Regions from separate parts of the Mus musculus genome. Here region 1 is linked to region 2. The links are chromatin contacts, called in public HiChIP or PLAC-seq maps. All regions are on one chromosome and are shown on one strand. Each heading gives the region's core, a stretch centred on a gene start, on an enhancer-like site or on the middle of the called end of the contact. The rest is flanking DNA. Distances are from core to core; before and after follow the strand shown. Region 1 has its middle 10 kb from the start of Gm31277. Region 2 overlaps Pllp (plasma membrane proteolipid).

Evidence for each region. HiChIP or PLAC-seq counts read pairs in DNA pulled down with a chosen protein or histone mark.
Region 1: a FOXA1 HiChIP or PLAC-seq map of pancreatic cancer cells shows a contact between it and region 2. The contact joins two enhancer-like sites. A contact is called at or near these places in 1 of 39 promoter capture datasets (pre-B cells) and 2 of 115 datasets of contacts at active chromatin or transcription factors (bone marrow-derived macrophages and pancreatic cancer cells).

What each region holds. Positions count from the first base shown.
Region 1 is chr8:95,207,953-95,214,442 of GRCm38.p6, reverse strand. No RefSeq gene overlaps it. Among named protein-coding and RNA genes, the nearest start is that of Gm31277, 10 kb to the right of the region's middle. Within about 2 kb of position 4,227, at least 73 of the 459 cell types and tissues checked have an H3K27ac peak or open chromatin away from gene starts, as enhancers often do. A contact at or near this core is called in pancreatic cancer cells, where this site is marked.
Region 2 is chr8:94,674,684-94,681,467 of GRCm38.p6, reverse strand. Pllp (plasma membrane proteolipid) reads left to right here. Exons shown (of 4, transcript NM_026385.4): 2 at 1,950-2,123; 3 at 4,120-4,242; 4 at 5,189-6,573. The coding sequence ends at 5,305. Among named protein-coding and RNA genes, the nearest start is that of Arl2bp, 11 kb to the right of the region's middle. Within about 2 kb of position 2,682, at least 105 of the 459 cell types and tissues checked have an H3K27ac peak or open chromatin away from gene starts, as enhancers often do. A contact at or near this core is called in pancreatic cancer cells, where this site is marked.

The DNA.
Region 1 (6,490 bases), core at 2,978-5,477, 530 kb before region 2:
CAACTTTCATTTACATGGTATTTTTAGGCAGGGATAACAGTGCGTACCCATCTCCCAGCACTTGGAAGGCTAGAGGAAGAGGGTCTCGATTCAGGGATCAGTCCAGGCCACACTGTGAAATGCTAAATTTTAAATGTGGGGTATAGAGGAGAGAGATAGCTCATACATTCAGAGTGTTTGTTGTTCTCGTGAAGGCCCTGAGTTCAGTCCCCAGCACCTACAGTGGGCAGTTCACAGCCATTTGAAATTTTAGCTCCTGGGGGACCCAACATCTCTAGACTCTGAGGACACTTCACACGTGTACACATACTCACATCATACATAAACACTTTAAAATAATAAACTACTAAAACAGAAAAGAGGGAGATTTTACTGTTCCAACTAAATGTGTAGATACGAACCCTGCAGGTGCTTGTAAGACCACTGGGGGCTGGAGAGCTGGCTCAGCAGACGAGAACACTGATTGCTCTTGTAGGGGACCAGGGTTCACTTTCTAGACTGACCTGGCAGACCATAACCATTGGTAACTCCATTTCTAGGGGAGCTAACACCCTCTTCTGACCTCCACAGGTACCAGGCATGTGTGTGTGGTACCCATACATACATGCAGGCAAAACTTCATATACATGAAAATATATCTTAACATCCTTAAAGTATATTAGATAGACATTTGATAAACCATTAGGGAACTAAATGTGCAGATACGAACATCTCCTGACTATGCCGGGCACTATCTCTTCTAAGCATCCAAAAATGAAGGAAATGAAAACCAATATTCTTTTCGCATCTCACTCCCTCAGTGGTCCCAAGGTACTGCGAGCAGGCCTTTCCTGGCCATCATCTGTGCCAGATTTAGGAAACAAAAACACAGGATGTCCAGTTAGTTCTCTTAGATTTCTAATAAGCAATGAATAATTTCTGGAGTATTATTTCACAAAGTGTTACTTATATACCTATGCAATGTTTGTGCTACTTACCTGAAACTGAAATTCAACTGGGCATCTTTTTACCTGGCATCCTTAGGCAGAGACCAGTAGCTCCTGTTCTGCAGATTTAGGGTGCAGCCTTGGCACCCCACGGCTTGGAGAGGCAGGTTTAGGGTTTTTGAAAGGATGCCTCAGCTCCTCCAGTCAGCTCTGATTGCTCGAGGAGTGTAAGTGGGCCCAGCTACCTATCCGTAACTGCCAGCTGAAGGGGTGAGGGCTGCTGAGAAGCAGGGGTGATTTAACCTGTGCACATGGGAAGGGGAGCAGAGTGTCCATAATCCCCCCATGGGGCAAGGAGGAGAGAGAGTGCTACATAAGCTGCTGGCCACAGTGGTAACAGCAGTGGAACCAGCGAGCTCCCAGGAGGTAGCTCCAGGTAGCAGAACTGGTCCTGCTCCAGGATTCAGTTCACCAGCACAGATGAGTGTCCTCTTCCGGGAGGCAGTCTTTCCTGGGAGTCACCTGCAGTCCAAGCAAAAGCAGGCATTTGTTTGTTTGTTTGTTTGTTTGTTTGTTTGTTTGAAGGTCTGGAACAGGACATTGTAGAAGCCGACAAGAGCATGCCTCTGCGACTCTTTTCTGTGTGCTTTCAGCCTTAAAGGAGAATGAAACAGGTTAGGTTGTACCCATTTGTTTTGGCCTTGAGCTTCGTAGCCCAGGCTTGCCTCAAATGCATGATCCCCCTGCCTCAGCTGCTTGAGTATTGGGGTTGGAGGTGTTTCCTATCAGTCTCGTCTCTCCCCAGTATTTAGATAGACACTCGGTGATGGAAAGGCCCACAAGCAGAGACAAGCAGGTGTCCAAAGCAGGGCAGCCAGCTCCTTTGTAGGTCCACATGAGGCATCGATACTCTTTGGTAAGATTCCATCGTCCTAAGCACCTGCAGAGGGAGGAGAGAAGGGGCTGGCTTGCTGCGGCTCCTCCCATTCATCTTATTTACTTCTGTCTGGATGTTAAGTAATTAATGCATTGCCGTCTCCTGACACACACACACACACACACACACACACACACCATAGGCCTTCTGGCTGATCTACACAGGCTATGGACCACACCAGAAGTGAAAGATAAGGAAACTCAAACTGTCCTCTGATGACCACTTGTAATGCCAAGACATACATACACCCATGTGCATAAGAACACACAGATACGGTAAAATATAAAATATAACTAAAAATACAAAAAGGAAAAGTAGCTATCCTCATCTTCCCTCGTGAAAGGGATTCATAGTGCCAGCTCTTTGGTGTGAAGTCACTCCAGACTGCCTTGAAAACTCAGAGGTTAGCCAGGTGGTAGTGTTGCAGGCCTTTAATCCCAGCACTCAAGAGGCAGAGGGAGGAAGATCTCTGAGTTCAAGGCCAGCCTGGTCTACAGAGTGAGTTCCAGGAAAGCCAGAACTACATAGAGAAACCCTGTCTGGAAACCACACCAAAACTCAGAGTTCTTTAAAGTGTGGAACCGTGTGCCATTTGGCATGTAAATGCCTAAAGTGGCAGCTCAGGAATGCCCTTGGGGAATGACCTGGGGACCGAGGCTCAGATGCAGCCACTTGTCCCTGTCTCAGAAGTAAAGGACTTTGTCACCCTTTCCAGTGAAAGCAATTAACTAGACACATGCCTGAAGAGCTAATTATCAGGTATTTACAGAGCTCCCCCACCCCCAGGGCAGTAGGGCCTCCAGGTTTCAGACCTCCTAATTTCTGAAACCCAGAGAGTTAATCCTTAAAGAAAGATGGAGGGCAGAGCGGTTGCACAAAACCTAAAGCACTGCAGACAGACAGATCCAAACAAGTCATCCAGGAAATAGCCACGGGGCTGGTGAGATGGCTCAGTGGTTAAGAGCACCGACTGCTCTTCCGAAGGTCCTGAGTTCAAATCCCAGCAACCACATGGTGGCTCACAATCATCTGTAACAAGATCTGATGCCCTCTTCCGGAGTGTCTGAAGACAGCTACATTGTACTTACATATAATAAATAAATAAATCTTTAAAAAAAAAAAAAAAGGAAATAGCCACATGTGACGGTACACAGCTATCACCCCAGGACTGGACGGCTGAGGCTAGAGGACCTAAGTTCAAGACCTGCTCAGGCTACTTGTAAAGACCCTGACTCAAAGGGTCAAAAAGAGCCATGGTCACCTGCCCAAAACAGAACCCATAACAACTGCATCATCACTGGCGGGTTCGGTTCTGAGTGAGGAGCTCTTGTTGGTTAACGGCTAACTAAAGAAGCCGGTTTGTTTGCTTTTTAATATTTATTTTTCTAATGTGTGTAAATGTTTTGCCTACATGTACATATGTGTGCCACCTGTGTGCCTCACGCCCACATAGGCCAGAAGAGTACATCTGATCTCTTGTAACTGACAGTTTGTTACAGACAGTCATGAGCCACCATGCTACCGATGGTTGTGAACCGCCACATGGTTGTAGGGAATTGAACCCAGCTCCTCTACAAAAGCAACCAGTGGCTCTTAACCAATGAGCCATCTCTCCAGCTGTTTGGACATTGGGTCCCGCCGTGTTTCTCTGTAGACCAGGCTGGCCTTGAACCCTACTTTGATCTACCCTGCCTCTGCTTCCCACGTGCTGGAATTAAAGGCATGCACTGCTATTCCAGCTTCTGTGATGAGATTCCACGTGTTCCTCATGTGTTCCTTTGCCCTACGACACCAGAGTCTAGAATTGCACTTTCTGACCTCATATCCATGGGCAGACACTCTTCAGCCCGCTTTCCCAGTGTCAGTAGACCGCCTGGTTCCCCATGTCAGTAGACCGCCTCGTTCCGTCTCATCGTTTCTCTGACTTCCGTGCCTTGCTTTTGAAATTTGACTGTTTTTCCCATCTCGCTTCTGCTTACTGCACCGCTGTTTGTCCCTCAGATTTTAAGTGCTTAAGCTTTAGAGTGAGATGTATCTCAGTTAAAGTTCACTGGAGGATAATAGATTGGACTGCGTTCAGCAGATCCATCAGTAAGCAGTGTCTGCCAGGAAGGAGAGTGCTAAGAAGAGATGGCTGAGCCACTGAAGCCCAGAGAGGGGACTTTGTATTGTCACCATCAGCCTGTGGCATTTACATGAAAGGATAGAAGCGGGGGTGTTGTGGGGGGAGGGGCAGAAATAAAGGAGGCATATTGTTTATTTCTGCTTGCTCATGAACATCACACGATGACTACACTTACGGCTGAAAACTGTGACTCAGATTTGAACTGTCCACTGCAGGCTGCAGTTGTCGTCGCCCAGAAATGACTAATTCCTCTGCAGACAATAAACTAAGCAGAATAAGGACATTGAGTCACGGATTCCCAGCTCAGAGGCAAGGGGCGGGGGGAATCACAGGGCACCCACCCAATTCTAATAAGCCAGGGCTAAAAATATCGGCATGGCATGGCCGATGGGAAAACAGCGTTACTGCTGTAGTAAATCTGTCAGCAGGTGACACGCAGCAGCTGTGGTGTAATTAACAGCACCCAAAGCTGGGAGGAGTCCCAATCCTTCTACTCGGTAGTTACTTTACCTTGGGTGTTTGTCAGTGTAAAGACAATTGACTAGAGGAGTATTTATTACCAGAGGTAAGTTTTAGGACAAAGTAACAAAATGAGGCAATCATTGTATCCATTGCTTTAGCCTCTGGTAGGCGTTGTAGTATCTGCTAAGTGCTGACTCGAGTCTTTATGTTTTCTGCTTTAGAAAGCCACAGATCTTCTCTCTTTCCCGAGCTTTTGTACACTGCACTCATATGAGTGTCTTATCACTTAGACTTCCCTGGGTTCTGCTCTCATCGCCACTGTCCTATTTGTGGATGACGCCTTATCATTGGTTTATTTCTTGGCCTTGGACCTGGAGCAAGCTAGGCAAGGGCTGAGCTATACTGAACTACACCTCCAGTCCCTTTAGCAAGTCTAGATGTTGCTCCAATTTGGTGAGGCCCTGCTGTGGTTTGTATCCTTTCTTCCAAAGATCACACAGAAATGTAGTCACCATTCTTTTGTTTTGTTTTGTTTTTGTTTGGTTTTTTGGTTTTTTTTTCGAGACAGGGTTTCTCTGTGTAGCCCTGGCTGTCTTGGAACTCACTTTGTAGACCAGGCTGGTCTCAAACTCAGAAATCTGCCTGCCTCTGCCTACCGAGTGCTGGGATTAAAGGTGTGCACCACCATGCCCGGCTATGTAGTTGCCATTCTTAACAGTGTTGAGAGGCAGCAACTTGACAGAGGTGTCAGGTCAAGTGGGCAGAATCATGTTGTTTCAGGTCTGGGTTACTTACAAAAGCAAGTCTGCTGGCCATAGTGGTGCATGCTTTTAATCCCAGTGCTTGGGAGGCAGAAGAAGACAGATCTCTGTGAGTTTGAGGCCAGCCTGAACTACTGAGTTCCAGGACAGCCAGGGCTACGTAGTAAAACTGTCCAAAAAAAAAAAAAAAGGAAAGAAAAAGAAAGAAAAAAGAATGAAAAAATGAAATGAAGAGAGGAAGGAAAGAAAAGAAAGTCTAAGCCATATTCTTCAGGCAACTGGAAGAAGCCATTTTGTTGGTTTTGTTTTGAGAAAGGGTCTCCCTCTGTAGCCTAAACTGACCTTGAACAAAGGATCCTCCTGCCTCAAACTCCAAGTGCTGGGCCCACAGGGGTAACATCATTATGCCCAGTTAGGGTTTGCCTTAGTTATTTATTATTATTATTATTATTAGTGTGTGTGTGTGAGTGATATCTGTTGGTACAGGCACATGCATGGAGGTTAGAGAACAGTTTTCCTTGCCCCAAGGCTTTGGGGATAAGATGGCAAGCATGTTAACTCACCAGCTTGCCAGCTCGCCAGCTCCTGCTTGGACCCCAGCACAGTTCCATCCATACTTCATTCACTCCAGGGAACACAACTTCAGGATAAAACACTGCCTTATGACTTTAGGATCACTAGTCTTCAATCCTCTTGAAATTATTCTACTCAATTGCCCGTCATTTCCCTAGAATAATGACGTCTCTGCACCCGTGTGAAGCATCCCCTGATTCCACTCATTTGGAGTCAGAAAGCTCTGTTTCTGCCACTGAATATCAGCAGCAGTTACATACAAGTGTAGGCAAAACAAAGTGTCAAAGCACAGGCCCTTGGTTTTTGCTCTGTATCTATTGCTACAGATTCCATGCCTTTGACTCAGTGTCTGCAAGGTGTTGGTGACCGGTCCCATGGTCCCTGTGTGCTAGGCAAGTGCTCCATGTGCTGCATCACAGAGTAAGCCCACCAGGGCTTGTTTAAAGCACTATATTTTATTTATTTATTTACTTACTTATTAATTATATGTAAATACACTGTAGCTGTCTTCAGACACACCAGAAGAGGGCATCAGATCTCATTATAGATGGTCGTGAGCCACCATGTGGTTGCTGGGATTTGAACTCAGGACCTTCAGGAGAACAGTCAGTGCTCTTAACCGCTGAACCATCTCTCCAGCCCTAAAGCACTATATTTTTCTTACACCCGTTCATTTATTTTGTATAGGTATAGGATGTGCATATGT
Region 2 (6,784 bases), core at 1,433-3,932:
GGACTTGTTTCCAAAGATCAGTATCCCGAGGCCAGCTCAGCTCCTAAGATCTGACTGAAAGTGGTCTCACCCTTGGACTGGGGCTACCGGCTTCCATGCTATGCAGGCAGAGGGTGGAACAGTCCTTCTGGTTCTAGCAATGGAGGCTTTCTCCAGAGCCACAGTAGACTTCTACACCCATGGTGGCTGGTAGAGTTCCAGATGAGAGGAGAGTGGGTATCCCCCAACCTAGACAGAGATCCTTGGCCAGCAAAGAAGAGGCTGGGGAGGCCCAGGACAGTCACGGGGTTGTACTATCCCTGGGTCTTCCCCAGGGTCTTTGGGCTATGCTCCTACAAGAAGTCTATGGGTAGAACCATCTGAGTTTGGTGCTTTGTGGCAGGACTCGAGGGGGGAGAAATTTACATAAGGCTGACCGTCACTCTCAAGTATAAAACTGAGCTTTGAGTAGCTGTCTCAGGTGGGTGTGGTCCCTGCACTGTTACGAATGAGGTAAGGAAGCACTGCGCAGTTGTGCAGGTGGAAGAGGAACGGGTTTTAAACAAAGCCCATGCTTTTAGGTTCTACACACTCAGTCGGGGATGTGGGGGTACCTGGCTACTCTACCCACCAAGCTTCCTGGCGTGGCTTACCATCCCACTGGCTCTTCTCTTCCACTCTGGGTTCTGGAGGGAGGGGCCGCCTCAAGTTGTCAGGCTTTCCAGCTTAGGCAATAAGTCCTGTTACCTGCTGAGCCATCTTGAAACGCTCCCCTTTCTGTCTATCTATCTATTTATTTATCTATTAAGGATTTACTTATTTTACATATGAGTACACTGTTGCTATCTTCAGACGCACCAGAAGAGGGCACCAGATCCCCATTACAGATGGTTGTGAGCCACCATGTGGTTGCTGGGAATTGAACTCAGGGTCTCTGGAAGAGCAGCCAGTCTTAACCACTGAGCCATCTCTCCACTACTCCCCCCACCCCTTTTTTTGAGACAGAGTTTTGTTTTGAAACAGGGGCTCATGTGGGCAAGACTGGCCTATGACTCATGTTTGCCTTGAACTCATTCGTAAGTCTCTTTTTTCCTCCAGTGTTGGGATTACAAGTATTAGCCTCCCTGACTGGCTTCTAGCATTTTTTTTTTTTCTGCACCTGTGGCAAAGTCAAGCCCCTGGAATGCTGTGGGCAGTTCTGGTATGAGGAGCATATACTCTATGAGAGAGATACCGTTCCTACCTTGGGTGGTACTATCTGGGGACCTGGGTGTCTCAGTTAGGGTTTTATTGCTGTGAACAGACACCATGACCAAGGCAAGTCTTATAAAGGACAACATTTAATTGGGGCTGACATACAGGTTCAAAGGTTCAGTCCAGTATCGTCAAGGCAAGAACGGAGGCGAATCCAGTCAGGCATGGTGCAGGAGGAGCGGAGAGTTCATCTTCATCTGAAGGCTGCTAGCAGATGACTGACTTCAAGGCAGCTAGAATGTGAGACTTATAACCTACACCCACAATGACACCCTACCCAGCAGGGCCATACCTTCTAATCCTGTCACTCCTTGGGCCCAGCATATACAAACCGTCACACCGGGGAAGAGCCTTTTGTCACACAGCATGATGGGAATTGAAAGGGGGAAGAGTGGCCAGACAAGATGCCCAGCACAGATGTAAACAACAGGAGTCAAGATTTCTTTGAAGAAGCTGTTTTTAATTGTACGTGCGTGTGACCATGTTCCATGCCACAGTGAACACAGAAAGGCTGGAGGACAACCGCTGGTCGTCACTTTTCTCCTTACACCTGAGTTCCAGAATTGAATTCCGGTTGTCAGGCTTGTGACAAACATTTTACCCTCTTAGCCATCTTGCCAGCCTAAACTTTTTGAGTTAACAAGAAAGGGGGCCAAGGCCCGAGCCTCCGGCTGGAGCTGTTCAGCTCTGAGAAACTCCCCCTTATTTTTCCACAGGCACTGGGGCTGCTGGTGTGGGCCCTGATTGCTGACACCCCATACCATCTGTATCCTGCCTATGGCTGGGTCATGTTTGTCGCTGTCTTCCTCTGGCTGGTGACAATCGTCTTCTTCATCATCTACCTGTTTCAACTGCACATGAAGTTGTACATGGTGCCCTGGCCGTTGGTGGTGAGTTTGGGGCAGGGACTGTGCGGCTCCAGGCTGAGTCCTCTCGTCTGTGAATGGCTAGGACGGGACCTCTTGACCTTCCATAAATGTGAAATGGAGGGCAGGTGGGTGGGTGTGATGCCATCCTCCTGCCTCTTAGCTACATGAGGAGCTGGGGTGGGAAGGTATGTTAATGACGGAAGTGGAGTGTTTGACTTGGTGCTTGGAAGAGACCAGCATCGAGAGGCTATTGACTGACTCTGCAGATATCCTTGGGAATCTTGGGATATTGTTCTTTCTTGAGGGGGATCAGAATTTTGAGCTCGGAGGTCTGGGTTTGTCAGTGCCAGCTGCCTCCATTCTCTCCAGGCCCTGGCTCTCTGGAGAGAATGGGTGCCCCAGGTTTGTCTCAGGCCAGGCTCCTCTGGCTGGGTTTTTTTTTTTTTTTTTCTGGAACCCAGAAAACCCATGCAGCTGGGTCTGAGCCTTTTAGTGAGCACAGAGGCGCATGATTGTAAGGCAGGCGAGGCTGGAACTAGGCAGCGATTGTTTACAATTCAATGCTTGTTTAGCGAGAGGAAACGTGAGTCATGCCGAGACAGAATGGGTTTGTTAGATCCTGGTCTCGCTAGCCAGAGCCGGGCAGGGTGTGCAGTGGTCACTGTACTTGGGGACAAGATTTGGGATTGAGGTGGCGGTGGCTGGACTCCTGGCTAAAGGTCTAGCCCCCTTCTGAATATCCCAAGCCCCTAAAGAAGAATTCCACAAGGCTGGAGACCTCTGTCTCTGAGGCAAGGCTGGCAGCACAGCACAGCGCCAGTGAAGGAGGTCAGCTGGGGGCTGTGTCTGGTGCTGCTGGGCTGAGCTGGGAGAGGAACTGGGTGATGACCCTTCTCAACTCTGGGGACATGTTTAATATAAAGGGTCAGGTAAGATGGACTAGTGAACTGGGCCAGGAAGGTTCTAGAAACCTAACAAGTACCTGGCCCTGAGAAGCTGCCTCTGCCCGGCTTCAACCTTGAGAGGATGTGGCCCACTGGTGCCAAGCCTTGAGGTATTTTGTTTGTTGTACTGATGGCGCTAGGGATCAAATCCAGGACCTCATGAATGCAGAGCTTTACACTGAGATACATGCCCAGCCCTGAGGTAGCTGTTTGCTTTGTTTTTTTGATACAGTTTTGATGTGTAGGCCCGACTGACCTGGAATCCATGGTCTTCCTGTCTTTGTGTCTGACATGCTGGCTCCTGTAAGCTACTCTGCCCAGCTTTGAGGGTGTTTTGTTTTGTTTTATTTTGAGCTAGGTTTTCTCAGTAGCCCTGGCTGACCTGGAACTCACTAGTCTAGGCTGGCCTTAAACTCAGAGATCGGCCTGCCTCTACCTCCTGTGTGCTGCGATCAAAGGTGTGAGCTACAACTACTTATCTTAATTGATATTTTGATATAGCATCTCACTATATGCACCAAGTTGGCCTCTGCCTCTTGAGATGCTGGGATTACAGGTGTGTACCACTATGTCCAGAAATCTTGAACATGTTTAATATGAAATTTTCAAGTTTTCACATGAAATCTAATTTTAAATGTTGGCAATTAAAAATGTATAGCACAATAAATGGCTGGAGACCGGTTTGAGGACAAGAGGCATCCACTGGGGGTATGGAACAGGCCCCGCTGCCAGCTGAAGGCTCACATCCAGTCTTCTTGGTGCTTTGTAGAGATTCCCTAGGACCCTGGCCCTGTTATTTGCCCTTGAGTTTAGGATAGTATAAGGGAGTCATAGATTTCTCCCACTGGTGGGCAGAGGGATGTGAGGGCCAGGCACATGGCCAAGTGCTGATGTGGTCATAGGAAGAACATGGGCATGGCGTGTGCCACACAAGAGATGGCATTTCTTTAGCTGGTTAGAGGCAAGTGGCTCGTTGTGGTGGCACCGTCCCAACACTTCAGGCCTTCCCGTCAGGGCTTCAAGGTGGTGATGTTCTTTGTGGATGCTTATGCCTCTCGCCCTTCCCCCTACAGTTACTGATCTTTTTTGTCGCTGCCACGGTTCTCTACATTACTGCCTTTATCGCCTGTGCAGCGGCGGTCGATCTGACATCCCTGAGGGGCTCCCGGCCATATAACCAGCGCTCAGCTGCCTCTGTAAGTATGTCCCAGGCTCCAGCCTTCTGCAGGGTATCCAGCCCAGGCCTTTGTGAACTCACAGGCTCCTGTCTGAGTTGTCACTGGCTGGATGCTCAGTGGGCCTCCTTCCTTAGTGAACAGCAGAACTCAAGGGGACCTGAATGCATGGGATCCACTGTGGACACTGTCACATTGTCACCTCAGGCTGGCTGTCATCACTAGACATTCCGTCTACATTTCTTTTTTTACTAGTATTCTCTTATAAAAATTCCAAACTTGGACTGTGTCAGACGGCCATTCACACTACCCAGTTCACGTCTAAAGGCAGAGACTATGGGTTCTTTTTTAGAGAAGGAAACTGGAGTTGTGGTCATGTCCAGGACAGGACAGCCAATGCGTGGTGTCTTCCATCTTCCTGGTGAGAGTGGTTTAAAATTAGTGAACTCCATCTTGGGAACGGAGACTCAAGCCTCTGAAAGCACACGCCACATACAGGGTACAAAACTGATTCAGAAAACTCCTGGGAGCCTGGAGTATTATTACTGGTTGTTTTTGTTTTCAGTTCTGGGCCTGGAACCACAGGTCCTTGGGAGGCTGGGCAACAGCTTTACCTGAGCCACATCCCTAGCCCTGAATGTTACTTGTGGACACTAGGTCCCTTATGTATATAAAGTTACCCCACTGTCACTCCAGAGTGCTGTGCCTGGCACCATCTGACATGTCTGGCCTGTGTAGTTCTTGCCCCTGACCCTTAGAACATAATGCCAGATGTGTGGTATGGGTGGGTGGGCATAAGGGGTGTGGCTGCCAGAACAAGTGGCTCTGATTAACCCAAGGGGCTGCTGCTCAAGCTTCCATCCCCAAGTCCCTCTGAGGAGACCCACTTGGTCTGGTGTCACTGTCCCCATGTGGTTTCCTGGCTCTCTCTGACTGACCCCCTTGGCCTCTTTTTCTCCCCTGCCAGTTCTTTGCTTGTCTGGTGATGATTGCCTACGGAGTGAGCGCTTTCTTCAGCTTCCAGGCCTGGCGAGGAGTGGGTAGCAACGCGGCCACGAGTCAGATGGCTGGGGGCTACTCCTAAGCCAGCTATGCTGTGGCCTGAGCCATGGCTGGGTCTTAGCACAGGGTCACCCCCTAAGCTTACTGGACTCAAACTCTCCAGCACTCCTGAGGAACTGGCCTACACTGGCACAGATGGAACTGGCCAAGAGCCAGGGGTGGGGACATCCTCCCCACCTCCCTTATTCAGCAGAAGGTGATGGGGTTTGGGGAGCTCTGCCTTGTCATCAGAGAACTTCAGTAGCCCAGGCTGGGCCACCCTGTTCACCAGCACTAAATGCACTAACAGACCCTCAGCCTCTGACCTGCCTCAGTATAACCCTAACAAAAGACAGATTATCTTTGTCCCCAAGCCAAGTAAGCCCCGGGCTCTTCTGGTCCCACCGTCCCCTCCCCTGCCCCATGCCAACCTGTCACCTGTAGAGAGACTTTTATAGGAAGAGTTGGGATTTCTGGGACTGGACGATTTCTGATAACTGTTGGTTACAACAGTTTCCGATGGCAGCAAGCTCGCTAGGTCCCCTCCCTCATGTGGAACTCTCCCCTTTGGGAGAGCTAGCACCCGTGCAAGGGTTCTCCCCGCCCCCCCCGCCCCAGGCTGCTGATTAGGCACAGGGGACTTCCAAGGAGGGACAGAAGGAAGCAGGGCCTTGCCTGGTGAGCTGTCATGGGGTTAATGGTGACTCTTGTTTGGAATTATTATTTTTTACAATTTAAATAAAAATGGAAGCATCTGTTTGGAAAGGGGTTATCATTCCTGGTCTTAGATGTTTGCTAAGGTTTTTACTTTTTGGTCCTTTTAGAAGATGGCAACAATTAAGATGAAATTAGAATCAGATACTTGTGTTTTGATACTGTTAGAGGGAGGAGATCAAGTTTTGGCTCTTGGTCCCCGCTCACACTTGTCTTGGTGATTGTCAATATACATAGTGTCCACTTTGGAGGTTAGGTAATGAAGTCTCCCTGTTCCAGGAGGACTAGCCCATTTTGAGGCATAGAGGAAAGCGAATCCTAGGAAGCCAGAGCTCTCAGAGACCCATCAGGTATCTCACGGCCTGACGTAATGCCTCGTACAATCTCAGAATGCCGGTTTAGGGGAGGCATTCTGGGTTCTGCTGCTCAGGCAGGGAATAGAAGGCAGCATCTCAGTGATGGGTCACACGGGCCAGACTCTTAACTTTCTTGCCCTTGTCTTGTCCATTGGAGGACGCACATAGCATCTGTCCAAGTTTGTGGACCAACACACAAAATTAGCAAGCTTACATAGAATATTAAACTGTTCTTGCAGTCTGCCTGCCTTCTGGGTCTTTTTGTTTTTAAAGATTATTTTTATTTGATTTCATGTCTGCGCAGTGTTTTCCTACGTGTATGTATTTGCACTATCTGGGTGTCAGGAAGCAGAAGAGAGCACTGGATTCCCTGAAGCTGGAGTTAGTGCGAGTGCTGTGAACTGACCCAGGGCCCTCGGCAAGAGCAGCAAGGGCTCTCAGCCACTGAGCCA